Linked DNA regions of Sus scrofa: region 1 is linked to region 2. The links are chromatin contacts, called in public Hi-C maps. All regions are on one chromosome and are shown on one strand. The core of a region is the stretch at or near the end of the contact, and the rest is flanking DNA. Distances in the headings are between cores, read along the strand shown. Region 1 has its middle 4.4 kb from the start of HS6ST1. Region 2 has its middle 350 kb from the start of HS6ST1.

Region 1 (6,450 bases), core at 2,327-4,826, 340 kb after region 2:
CCCAGTTTTTAGATTCCTTCAGGGCTGGGCAGCCCAGAAATGAGAAAGTGAGAGAACCCCCAGCCATGGTTCTCACCAAGCAGGGGACAGCATAACCCTGGCCAAGTCATTTCACATTTGTTTAGCCTCAATTTCCCCATCTGTGCAACGGGGGAATGGTGTCCATATGGCAGCTGAGAGAACTGAATAAAATAATGTACAGAGGAGAAAAGCCCAGGGCTAGGCCCTCAGAAGGAGCTGGTCATCTGTATTCAACACAGTGGCTTACTATGGATCTTTAGCCCCTGATGTATGTTGGCTCACTTATTCCTTACAAAGATCCTATGAAGTAGTCTATTCTCATTTTGCAGATGAGGAAACTGAGGCTCAGAGAGGCTAAGCAACTTGCTCTGGGTCACAGAGATGGTTAGACAGAGATGGGAAGTGAACACAGCACCCTTATTCCAAACAGCCCCACTTGACTTTGTTCTTATGAGGCTGACGCCCTTCTCCATGGGGCCTCAAGGGACCGGCCTGAGGAGGGAAGGAGCGTCCAAAGCCTTAGTCACCCCAAAGCCAAAGTCCCATAAGGAGGCTCTCATGGAGCCCTGGGGTGGCCAGGGAAAGCAGGCCCCTCCCCCAGGCCTCCTCATCTGCCTCACAGGTCTCAGCTATGGAAGCAGAGGTCTCCATTCCCTGACCGTCTCCTCCTTTATCTGGGCCTATGGCCTTGGCAGGTCACCTGGCCTCCTTGAGACACTTGAGCCGAAAGCAGACCTGCTTCCTGACTACCACGTGGAGCCACCACAGGGCCTTGTCCCCACCCAAGCCACAGCCAGGTGGGTGTCCTGACTCATCTGCCCTCCCCCCTGACCCCACAATGGTGTGACCCCTGCCCCCAGCAACTGTGGAACTGAAATATATGCTGTAGCTGTGGGCTAGCCCCCCCGAGAGCCCCCATCCCTCTCGTGGTGCCCAGATCAGATGCCACCCTCCTCCTGCTGACTGCTCTGAATCCCCTGGCAAGGGTCCTGCTGGGCCTGTGTCTATTACCACAAAAGGAGGGGAGGTTACAGAGGTGAAGGGAGAAAATGAACAACAGTATGAAAATGCCCATTTACAGAGACTGGTGGTCACTGCAGAGCTAGAAGGAAATGCCATGGCCAACCAGGTCACAGCTGCTAGCTCTGGGGGACAGAGGGGCCATGGACAGGACAGATGAGCCCCTTCCCCACAGGGCCACAGGGCAGGCAGGCCACACAGGAAGTGACCTAGGGACCTTCTCCATAGACACCAGTCTTCCCAACTCTGTGCACCCACCCAGGGCCCAGGGTCCACTAAAGGACCTGTGACCTGCCAGGAAAGAAGCTTCCACCAGAAAAATCAACTGTTATACCAACTGGGATCTATCAGGAGGGTAAACCCTACTGGTCTAAAATAACGGAAGAATCTGTTAAAAAGAGCCAAGCAGATAAGGGAGGGGTCAGCCATTAACCTGTAGCTATGACAAAAGGGGGGAAAGAAGAGTTTCTACTGTGGCTTAGTGGGTTAAGAACCTGACTAGTATCCATGAGAATGCAGGTTTGATCCCTGGCCTCACTCTGAGGGTTAAGGATCCGGTGTTGTCGTGATCACAGACATGGTTCAGATCTGGTGTTGCTGTGGCTGTGGCATAGGCCAGCAGCTACAGCTCCAATTTGATCCCTAGCCTGGGAACTTTCATATGCCACAGGTGCAGCCCTAAAAAGAAAGAAAAAATAATAATAAAGCTCAATATTAAACCTGGGACAAGGTCCGCTGGGAGCCAGAGAGGCCAACAGACACCTTTCTCCCCACCCCTTCCTTTGCCCTGGAATTTCCAAAGGCGTGTCCGTTTCTGAGACACTTCCAAGTATGAGAATGCCCTCGGGGTCACATCATGCCCTTCCACGCCTCAGCAAGCTGGCAGAAATGGGCCCCGCCTGGCTCAGGCACTGTCCAGTCAACAACCCCATCAGCAGGGATGCACCCTGTGTGGAGGGTAGGCAGTGAGACCCAGAACAGGGCCTCCTGTGCTGTACCGGGGGTCCAGCCCCTGCCTTACCACCCACCATAAGTTCTCTCTAAAAAGGAGCCAAGAGAGGGCAGGGCAAAGTTCCAGATGTGAGCAGTTACCAGGGTGGATAGTCACCTGGGTCTGGCTGAGGAGGGGCTGCAGAAGAGCCACCCACACCAGTTTCCCCCCTGGGCCACCCCTAGGTCACAAACCTGTGCTTCCGACGGTGCATAGAGGGTGTGAACCACAGTTGTATCCATTTGAATTGCTCAGATTTTCAATTCTTTTTTATTTATTTATTTATTTTGGCTTTTTAGGGCCACCCCTGCAGCATATGAAGTTCCCAAACTAGGGGTCAAATCAGAGCTACAGCTGCAGGCCTACCCCACAGCCACAGCAAGGTGGATCCCAGCCCAGGCTGCGACCCACACTGCAGCTCAAGGCAACCCTGAATCCTTAACCCACTGAACAAGAGGCCAGGGGTGGAACTCTCATCCTCATGGATCCTAGTCTGTTAGTAATCTGCTGAGCCACAACGGGAACTCCGCTCAGATTCTCAATCTATTTATACTTCCACCTTCTTCCGAAGAAGATGTAAGGATGCCTTAAAATACAGCAGGAGAGAACACCAAAAAACTGAGGAGAAATGAAAAGAAGGCTCACAAGACTGCTCGGAAAAGCACCTGCGGGGTCCTGCTCAGGCCAGCTCTGCTCTGCCGTCCAGCCACTGGCCACTCAGCGGTCGGCCACTCAGCGGTCGGGACAGGTGGGAAGGGTTAGGACTGCTGCTGGGGAGCCCCTCCCCCAAGCCTGGTAGGTCCCGGCCCTTCCAAAGTTCAGGTGGGGGATAGGGACAGCCCTTCAACAAGACGGAGCCCTGGGAAGACGCTGGGCAGCGTTGGTGCCCGGTTGGGGTGGAAGGAATCGGGTACCTCTCAGAGCCTGCAGAGCAAGCGAGCCCTGGATAGGGGGACAGCTCTGCGGTGGGAAGGGAGAGGTGAGAGGGCTCCCTGGAGGAGGTGGCCTTAGATAGGCGGGTGGGCTCCCCAGGAGACCAAGGCAGACGGTAAATGGGAGCAAAGTCAGGAGGCACGAGGGGGCAAGCGTGAGGACCCCAGGAGAGATAGGCCTCATACAAGGAAGGACGCGCTGGTTAAACCAGAGTGGCCCTGAGTCGCCCGGCTCAGCCCCCTGGAGCTTCTACCCTCCCAGATCCTACTGGGCCAGTCCCTGGGGTCAGCTCCCGCCGCCTGCCACCCCCCCAGGCGGGTCCAATCGCAACGACGCGGATTCCCCCGCGACTCTGAATCCCTTTAAAAGTTAGTCCCCAAGTAAACCGCTCTTTCTCACTTGGGAAGCGGGGTCATCTCCGGAGGAGGCTTCGAGGACAGACGCGGTTGCCCTCTTCCACCCCCTGGAAACAACAATGGGCGAGCGGCCGAAAGAGAACAAGTGAATCAAGGGTGGAAAATCCCCCAATCCTGCAATGTCAAGGCTGGGCGCACGGTGCGGTGACAGGCGGCTGCGGTGCTGCCCCCACGCGCCCTTCCTCGGGACTGCAGACCTGGAGGGAGGGGCGGCACGGGTTGATCTCCTGGTTCTCAGACTCTGAGGCGCTTGGCAGGGGGGAAGGGAAAGCTCAAGTTTGCGTTCTTGAGGCTATTTTAGGTTCACAGGAAATTACATTTCATTTCTAAAGCCGAAATCGTCTCACTGCTTGCATTTTCCCGAAGCAGAATACAATGACTTGGGGTTTTTTTGATCATCACATCCTACCACTAGCCATGTTCTTTTCTTTTTCTTGGTCATTAAGCCAGAGATCCTACATTAAGGCGTTTGTGAAGTGGATATTTAGGGGACAAAAACAGTTACGGAGCCAAAGTGTGGAGATTGATTTTCCCGAACTATGAACACCCTCAAGGCTGGCCACTGGCTCCAGCAAACCGTCGCCTGCCTTATACACAGTCTTAGGACTGTGGGGAACCTTGGCTAACAGGACGATCGAGTGGGAAGGGAAAGGAAACAGCGGATGAGGAGCACCAGGAGCTTGGCACTTGAAATCAACACTGCCCTTTGATGTGCCCTTTGGTGGAGTTTCTGCTGGTTTGTCAAGGGGTGACACTGAGCTCAAAGTAGGTCGATGTGGCGCCAGTGGGCAATGGGGGCAGGGGAGTCTGCATACCATCCTGCTTCCAAAGGTCGACTGATTCCCCTAAAGCAAATGGCCTCAGGATTTGTGGCTTCTCTTTTTTTGTTCGTTTTTTGTTTGTTTGTTTGTTTGTTTGGGCTGCACCTGAGCATATGGAAGTTCCCAGGCTAGGGGTAGAATCAGAGCTAGAGCCACCCACCTACACCACAGCCACCGTAACACAGGATCTGATACACCGCAACACAACGCAACGCTGGATACTTAACCCAGTGAGCAAGGGTAGGGATTGAACCCTCAGCCTCATGGATCCTAGTTGGGCTCGTTAACCACTGAGCCACATAGGGAATTCCTGTGGCTCCTCTTACTTGACTTTGATATGGAAAAACCCACCTACAGCCTTGGGGAGTCTCACAGTATCTGTGCAGCACTTAAATCAAAAGGGATAACAATAAAATCCCACCATCTAGGAAGATTTTCTTCCCCCAAGAGAATCTAGGAAGAAAGGGCTTCTAAACTAAATAAGGGGTTCCCTCTGAGCCATTCTGGCAGGTGCAAAGCTGGATTAAACAGCTTCCCTGGGAGTAGCAGTTAAGCCATGAGTCAGGTTGCTCTGGCTCCCGTCTTGACTCATGGGAGGAGCAGCTACCCACCAGGGACCCTATACTAGGCCCTCTACCTTCTCTGGGTCTCAGTTTCCCCATTGGGACAATAAGATTGTTACAAGATGGGGCCAGAGACCAAACACTGACAGTTTGGGATAGTCTGGGTGGCTTTCAGTAACACTCCAGGTTTCTCTTGAACATTCTGGACCCACATTCCCATCTGGCAGCAGAAGACCGTGAGAAGTGGTCGCATTGTGCCCCAGTCCCCTGCCCGCACCCCCCCGCCCCCCCCCCCCGCCAAGGGAGCAGATGGGACTTCGAGGGTGAGTAAGGGCCAGGCAGGGCAGGATCAGAATCCCAGCTCTGCTGACTCTCACAAGAGTGACTGGAGCTCAACTAGGCCAGGAGGATACCTAGGGTCTCCACGTCCAGGCCCAGACATCCAGGGATGAGAGGACAGGGTGGCCAAGGGAGAGGCTTTTGCTCAGGCTTTGTCTCCCTGCTCTCATGGGTCAGGAGAGGAAGCATCAGAGAGAGGAGACCACCAGCCAGCCATGTGACTTTGGCCAGTGTCTTCACTCTCTGAACCTCAGTTTTCTCTTCTGTAAAATGGGTGGCAGGAGTTCCCGTTGTAGCGCAGCGGAAACGAATCCCACTAGAAACCATGAGGTTGCAGGTTTAATCCCTGGCCTCACTCAGTGGGTTAAGGATCTGGCTTTGCCATGAGCTGTGGTGTAGGCCAGTGGCTACAGCTCCGATTAGACCCCTAGCCTGGAACCTCAATATGCCAGGAGTTTGGCCCTAACAGCAAAAAAAAAAAAAAAAAAAAAAAAAAATGGGTGTCAGACTCTACTCTGGAGACTCACTGATGGGATCAGAAATGACACATCTGCAGTGAATGGTGCCCCATATCTCTGGATATAGAACACCCCTCAGTTATGGGAGTTCCTCTTGTGGTCTAGTAGAAATGAATTAGACTAGTATACACAAGGACGAGGGTTCGATCCCTGGCCTCACTCAGTGGGTTAAGGATCTGGCATTGCTGTGGCTGTGGCGTGGGCCAGCAGCTGCTTCTCTGATTTGACCTCTAGCCTGGGAACTTCCATATGCTGTGGGTGCGGCCTAAAGAGACCAAAAAAAAAAAAAAAAATGTCAGTTATGATTCAACACTTGGTAGAGGATTGTCCTCTGGGGAAGGACGCCCACTGAGTTGACCCAGGGCAGCTGTGCCCTCCAGGCTTGAGCTGCTGCCTGCTGGGCGGTGAAGGAAGACTTCTCCGGCCAAAACAAGGTCAAGTGACAACAGACAGAAGCAGGTGACTCCAGGCTCGCCACTGTGCCAGCCCAGCCCCCACTCCTGACAAGAATGAGTCCTTGCTGGAGAAGTCTGACCCAACCACCCACAAGGCTTCCTGGGCCAGGTACAACTTTAAAGCAGTCACAGGATGGGAGGGGACTTTGGGGCCCCAGGTCACACCAGGGACTGGTCACCCCACCCCACCCACCTGCAACAGGCCCTTGGTCACTGTGTATTGTGCTCAGTGGGTATGCCTTCAGCCACTTCTGACAATTGCATGCTCCCTCCTGAGTTGGATTTTGGGGTGTCATTGGTTGTTTTTCCAGTTCTCCAGGTTTGCTTCCAGAAGAGATTTCTGGTGTGATTCAATATATTTTCAAGAGCTTTA
Region 2 (6,431 bases), core at 3,378-5,877:
AGACTCAAAATAAATGAGTCTATCAGTTTTGGTTAAGAGAAAATTTAATTCGAACTGGCTGAGACAACAAAGGATTTATAGTTTCTTGTTCTGGAAAGGTCAGTGGAGGGGGGGTGTGGTTAAACCAGGGCCCCCAGTCTCTACTCCTCCGCTCCTCCCCACCACAACCTTCCCTGTGCTGGCTGTGTCCTCCCATCACTCCTGGTCCTAAGAGGGCCACCAGCTATTCCCAGGCATGAAACCACTAAGGAAAGGGCTTTATTTTCACGGGTTTAGGATACTGCCCTCCTTGGTGGTCACTCAACCACCAAGCTTAAGTCCCAATGTTGACCCTGACTGTTCAGGCTGGTGGAACAGGAAACCAAGGTGAGGAGTGGCTCAGGCCGGGGAGAGAGGGACACCAGTACCCCTCAACTTTACCCCCAACCCCACAGGAAAGAGTTATAGAAAGTTATACAACCACCTTGTCCACCACACCACTACCTTTGCTGATTTTCTGTGATTTTAAAAAGGTTTATTTATTTTTCTGATTCTAAATATAAAGCAGAAAATAAAAGTCAACCAACCCACATCACTGCCATACATGCTTGTGTATTGTTTCCCTTTCTTATTAGGTTTAAATTTAATCCCCAGAATTTTTTCCCCCTTTTGACTACAGTAGTCCCAGTTTTTAGTAGGTGGGTCCCTATGTGAGTGGGGCTCCCCCAAGCTAGATGTAGAGATGCTCTTGCAGCCCTAAGGGAGGAGGGGGAGGACAAGGACAATGATCCGTGGTCATGTGACCTCAGCCCATCCAATCAAAGAGAACCCCGAGGGGCTTTTTTTTTTTTTTTTTTTTTTTCGTTTGAATGAACACAAAAAGATTTTCACCCTTTGCTACTACACGTGAATCCTGGGATCTGCTTTCATCCATAGAAATCCTGCCGTGAATCAGAAGTAAAACACACAAGTGACACTGAAGGATGTAAACAGAGAAAAAGATCCCAATCATTTTGTAGAGACCCTGCACTGAGCCAACCGGCATCTTCTTGCCTCTGCTAATTGCACTGGTTCTCCACAAGGTGCATGAATTCTAACTGGTACCTTTTCAACACGTAGATGTTGGATCCTATATTATTAATGTAAGTCTATCCTCATCCCTAATTATTTCCTTAGGCTCTATTCCCAGGCACGAAACCACTAAGGAAAGGGCTTTATTTTCACGGGTTTAGGATACTGCCCTCCAGAAATGTTGGATCAACTATTCACTTTCACAGTGTGGGAGTGCTTCTCTCAAGGCTTAGTCAATAGATAACCATGGTATTTTGAAAGACTTTTTAATTTGATAGGTGAGCTAATTTTGCATTTAAGTATACCGCATTGTTTTATGCTTTATAATCGGACTGGTGGCCCCAGGGCACACACCGCAGAACTCATTTCCATTAAGGCGTCCTGTGGACCCAGGAGCCACTCCCATCTGGCTTCTGCCTCTGCCAGCTGCGGACTGGAAAAGCTAAAACCCCCACTTTATTTCTAACTCTATAGCCAAGCAATTTTATTCCTAGATATACCCTCAGTATAAAAATTCCTACACAATATACTAAATGAACTTTCCAGAATATCCATAAAAGCCCTGGCCAAGTGCTTTCCAGATGCAGTGTTGGAGATCTCCCATTGGCTGCCTTGCTCGCAGAAAGCACGGCTGCCTCCACCAATCAGAACCCCAAGCGCTGTCTAGGAATGAAAGCCGGTGACACAGGCAAAAGACCGCCGGGTGAGCAGCAGCGCTCAACTTCTGGAGGGAGCAGGACGATGCGTGGGCCCCAAGCCTGAGAGGGCATGCTGTGGCACCCAGGCTCCTGGAGGCAGCAGCACCAGCGTCTCTCCTGCTGTTTCCGGGTTTGCCCCGCTGTAGGCCTGGCGTCAGGTCTCCCTCATCCCAGCCCGCCTAGCACACCTGGTTCTCTACCTCTCCTAGTGAGTCTGTGAGTTCCTCACATCTTTGAAAGACATTCCTTTCCTGCCTAAAACAGCCAGCCTGTTTCTTTTGTCTGCAATCAAGAACCCTGGCTAATGCCATTACAAAATCTCTCTGAATGTGGAATGTGGGTTTCTTTTTTTTTCTTTCCTTTTTCTTTTTTTGCTTTTCAGGCCATAGCTTCAGCATATGGAAGTTCCCAGTCCAGGGGTTAGAGCTGCTGGCTTATGCCACAGCACCCAGGGATCCAAGCTGAGTCTGAGACCACAGCTCAAAGCAATGCCAGATCCTTAACCCATTGAGCCAGGCCATGAATGGAACCTGCATCCTCATGGATACTAGTTGGGTTCATTACTGCTGAGCCACAAGGGGAACTTCCTAAATGTGGGTTTCTTCCTGAAGCAGGTGTGCCACACCTCCTCTGGGGACAAGCCAGGTAGCAGGCCCTGAGGGACAGACAGAGCCTTGGGCAGGAAGGAGGGAGGGGGGCTGTGACCTGGTGGTGAGGGTCCCCTGCTCCAGCTTCTGCATCAGTGACACTACCTTATGGCAGCCTTCTTGAGTCCAACTAATCCAGGCCACAATTTTTTTCTTCATAACAAATTCAAAATTTGAATTTAACTACCAGTTTCTCAACAATCTGAAAGTACATTGTTCCTATGAACCTTTGGTAAGCTGCAAAGGCATAAAGCCAAGAAGCAGTTACCTAGGACACATCATGCTAAGGGGATGCACAAGATGTATAAACGCAGGAGTTCCCGTTGTGGCACAGTGGAAACAAATCCGACTGGGGACGGTGAGGTTGTGGGTTCCATCCGTGGCCTCGCTCAATGGGTTAAGGATCCGGCATTGCTGTGAGCTGTGGTGTAGGTCACAGATGCAGCTTGGATCTGGTGTTGCTGTGGCTGTGGCGTAGGCCAGCAGCTGTAGCTACGATTCGACCCTTAGCCTGGGAACATCCAAATGCAGAGGGAGTGGCCCTAAAAAAAAAGGAAAAAAAAAAAGATACATAAGCACAGATGCTCACAATCACAGTCCAAATCTGTGGTGGTTTGATGCTGAGAAGCTGAGCATAGTTCCAGGGAGAGTTTGGTGGTGCCACTCTCTCTGCTCCTCAGGAGAGCACTGCCTCTGTGACAGCTCCCTGCACAGCTCCCTGCAAAAGCAATGCTGAACTGCTGAATGCTAATTTCACTTTTGCCTTTTTTTTTTTTTTTTGTCAAAGTGAAAATCCTCTTCAGATTTCTTTGGGCTAGTGAAAACAAGTACTCATGCCAGTCTTCCACAAAAGTGGAAAGGCATAAATTGGTCTTTTGTAAAGCAGGGACACTTGTATTTACTTGTTCAGATATTTGTTCTGTGTCTGTCTGGTCTCCACAGGTGTGACAAGTTGGGGATGGCAGAAATCAGGTTCATCCATTCACTCCTGGGTCTCAGTATCTGGAATGGTGTTGGGCACACAGAGGTGCTCAATGACAGTTTGTGAATGAATGAATGAATGAATGAATGAAACAGTTGTGCTGCAGACTCCTTCAAAAAAGAGTTTGCTGTCACTTTAAGTCTCCTTATCACCACAGCTGTTTGCTACCTGAAAGGTAGATATTGTTATGTTCCCCGCCAGATTGATGACCTTGAATTTCATCATATCAAATGGCCCTTCTCTGAGAAATCTCGTTCTCATATCATCCCTCCTTCTCCTTTAATTACCATCATTGAATGATAGATCATGTCCCAACACTTTAGTAAAACAACTTCTGTTCTCTCTGTTCACTGATTTTCAGGTGACTCACCACATAGTGTCTGAAACACGCCAGGGCTCCAGTGCACGTTCACAGAGTCTTGGGAATTTTCGTTGCTGTGTAACAAACCACTCTAAAACTTGGTTGATTATAACAATAATGACATTTCATTTGCCCATAGGGACACTCATCTCTCAACCACCTAGCATGACCCAGGGGTTTCATAGAACCCCTGAAGTCCTGCTACATCCCCTGGGTGGTGGCCAGAGCAGCCCAGATGGGGCTGGGGCTGGAGTGCAGCAGGCAGCCTCCTGACAATGGGGTGATTGGATCATTGGTGGGCTCCCCAAGCCAAAGACCTTGTCCTGTATCCCTTCATATGACCCAGCCAAGGAAATAAAATAGCATCACTTCCCCCATAGCCACAGACCCTCCAGATGCAAGGGAAGGGTACCTGTGTCATCATAGGGAGCCCATGTGGGGGCAGGGGGGATGTATCAAGGGCCTATAGGGTATACCTACCACCTGCCACAAAGGCTGTCACCCTAAGATGGAAAGGGCTGGGAGACAGCAGTAAGTGCATTGGTGGAACTTGACAGACACGAGTCTGGTCATAGAGTTTATATTTGGCCACTTGACCATAGGTGTACTTTTCAGTTGTGAGATCTGTATTGATTTTGTATTGCTGTATAGTTAATGACACCAAAACCTAGTGAGTTGAAACAGCACACATTTATTATCTCCTGGCTCCCATGGGTGGGGAATGTGGGCACTGCTCAGACTGGGTGCCTCGGGGTCTCTCAAAAGCTGCAGTCATCTCAAGCCTGGACAGATGGGAGGGCTGCTTCCAAGAAGCTCACCTGGCTTAGTCCTCACAGGCTGTAGAGCCAAGGGCTTTCATTGATTGCTGGCTGCTGGACAGAGTTTGCTCTCAGCTCCCTCCCACATGGACCTTGCTTGATCAAAGTGTAAAGGCCTAGAAGGAACTAGAGACAGAGTACCATCCTGGTCATAGATAAAACATGCCATTCTTTCTCTGTGGTCTAGGGGCTAGAATTGAGTTACTGGGTCCAGCACATTCACTAGCAACCAGGGACCTTGTCAGACACTGCCAAGCTTTTCCCACCCCTGGGATCCTTGCCTCCTACTTCTCTTGATGATGTAATAGATGTGAATAAATGGTAGGAACACTTCAAATGTTGTTTAGATAGAATGATGATGATGGCCAATAGATAAGATGAATGAAATAGTGTGAAATTTTAAACAATCTAGTTTTGAAGAGTAGAGCCCTTTAAAAACCTGATACACCCTCATTACCTTTATTTATATATATATAAAACTGAAGGTATATATGTGTGTGTGTGTATATATATATAAAACTGAAGGTATGTGTGTGTGTGTGTGTGTGTGTGTGTGTGTGTGTAAAACTGAAGGCATACACACACACATACACCATTTTTTTTTTTTTTTTTAGGGCCGCGCCCTTGGCATATGGAAGTTCACAGGCTAGGGGTCAAATCAGAGCTATAGCTGCCAGTCTATGCCATAGCCACAGCAACTTGAGATCCAAGCCATATCTGCAATCTACACCACAGTTCACAGCAATGCTGGATCTCCAGCCCACTGAGTGAGGCCAGGGATCAAACCCACATCCTCATGGATATTAGTTGGATTCATTTCCACTGTGTCACAATGGGAAATCCGTCAGTTATATTTTAACCAGAATCTCCTCCTAGTCTATATTTTAAAATTTACCCAGCATATTAAGTTATACACATGACAGAAATAAGACCACTGAGGAGTTCCTGTTGTGGCTCAGCAGGCTAAGAACCTGACATAGTCTCCATGAGGATGCAAGTTCAATCCTTGGCCTTGCTCAGGCATTGCTGCAAGCTGTAGAATAGGTAACAAGGTTGTGGATAGGCTGGCAACTTCAGCTCCAATTCAACCCCTATCCCGGTAACTTCCAAATGCTGCAAGTGTGGCCCTAAAAAGAAAGAAGAAGGAAAAAAAAAAGCAAAAAAACGACCATTAAACCTGTTCTTAACTGTAAGTCTTTAAAAAAAAAAAAACCACTTCAGATATCTCTTTATATGATTGCTTTAGATGCATTTCTTTGCAAATCAAAACCGCAGTGAGATACCACCTCACACCAATCAGCATGCCCATCATTAATTAATAAGTCTACAAATAACAAATGCTGGAGAGGGTGTGAAGAAAAGGGAACACTCCTACACTGTTGATGGGAATGTAAATTGATACAACCACTATGGAAAACAGTATGGAGATTCCTCCAAAAACTATAGAACTACCACATGATCCAGCAATCCTACTCTTAGGCAAATATCCAGACAAAACTGTAATTCAAAGAGATACAGGTGTCCCTGTGCTCATAGCAGCACTATTCACAATAGCCAAGACATGGAAATAATCTAAATGTCCATTGACAAATGAGTGGCTTAAGAAGATGTGGTACATATATGCAATGGAATACTATTGAGCCATTAAAAAGAATAAAATAATGCCATTTGCAACAACATGGATGCAGCCATAGATTCTCAAACTAGGTGAAGTAAGTCAGAAAGAGAAAGACAAAGACCGTATAGTATCACATGTGGAATCTAAAATATGGCACAAATGAACCTACCTACAGAATAGAAACAAACTCATGGACATAAAGAACAGACTTGTGGTTGCCAAAGGGGAGGGGGAGGGAGTGGGAAGGACTGGGAGTT

The links. A called contact is a pair of places that touch in the nucleus more often than the background predicts.
Region 1: a contact with region 2 is called in a Hi-C map of liver, with 8 times the contacts expected there. The contact joins two enhancer-like sites. A contact is called at or near these places in 1 of 47 Hi-C or Micro-C datasets (liver) and 1 of 2 datasets of contacts at active chromatin or transcription factors (skeletal muscle).

Annotation. Positions count from the first base shown.
Region 1 is chr15:59,058,840-59,065,289 of Sscrofa11.1, forward strand. No RefSeq gene overlaps it. Among named protein-coding and RNA genes, the nearest start is that of HS6ST1, 4.4 kb to the right of the region's middle. Within about 2 kb of position 3,577, at least 57 of the 83 cell types and tissues checked have an H3K27ac peak or open chromatin away from gene starts, as enhancers often do. A contact at or near this core is called in liver, where this site is marked.
Region 2 is chr15:58,716,189-58,722,619 of Sscrofa11.1, forward strand. No RefSeq gene overlaps it. Among named protein-coding and RNA genes, the nearest start is that of HS6ST1, 350 kb to the right of the region's middle. Within about 2 kb of position 4,628, at least 1 of the 83 cell types and tissues checked has an H3K27ac peak or open chromatin away from gene starts, as enhancers often do. A contact at or near this core is called in liver, where this site is marked.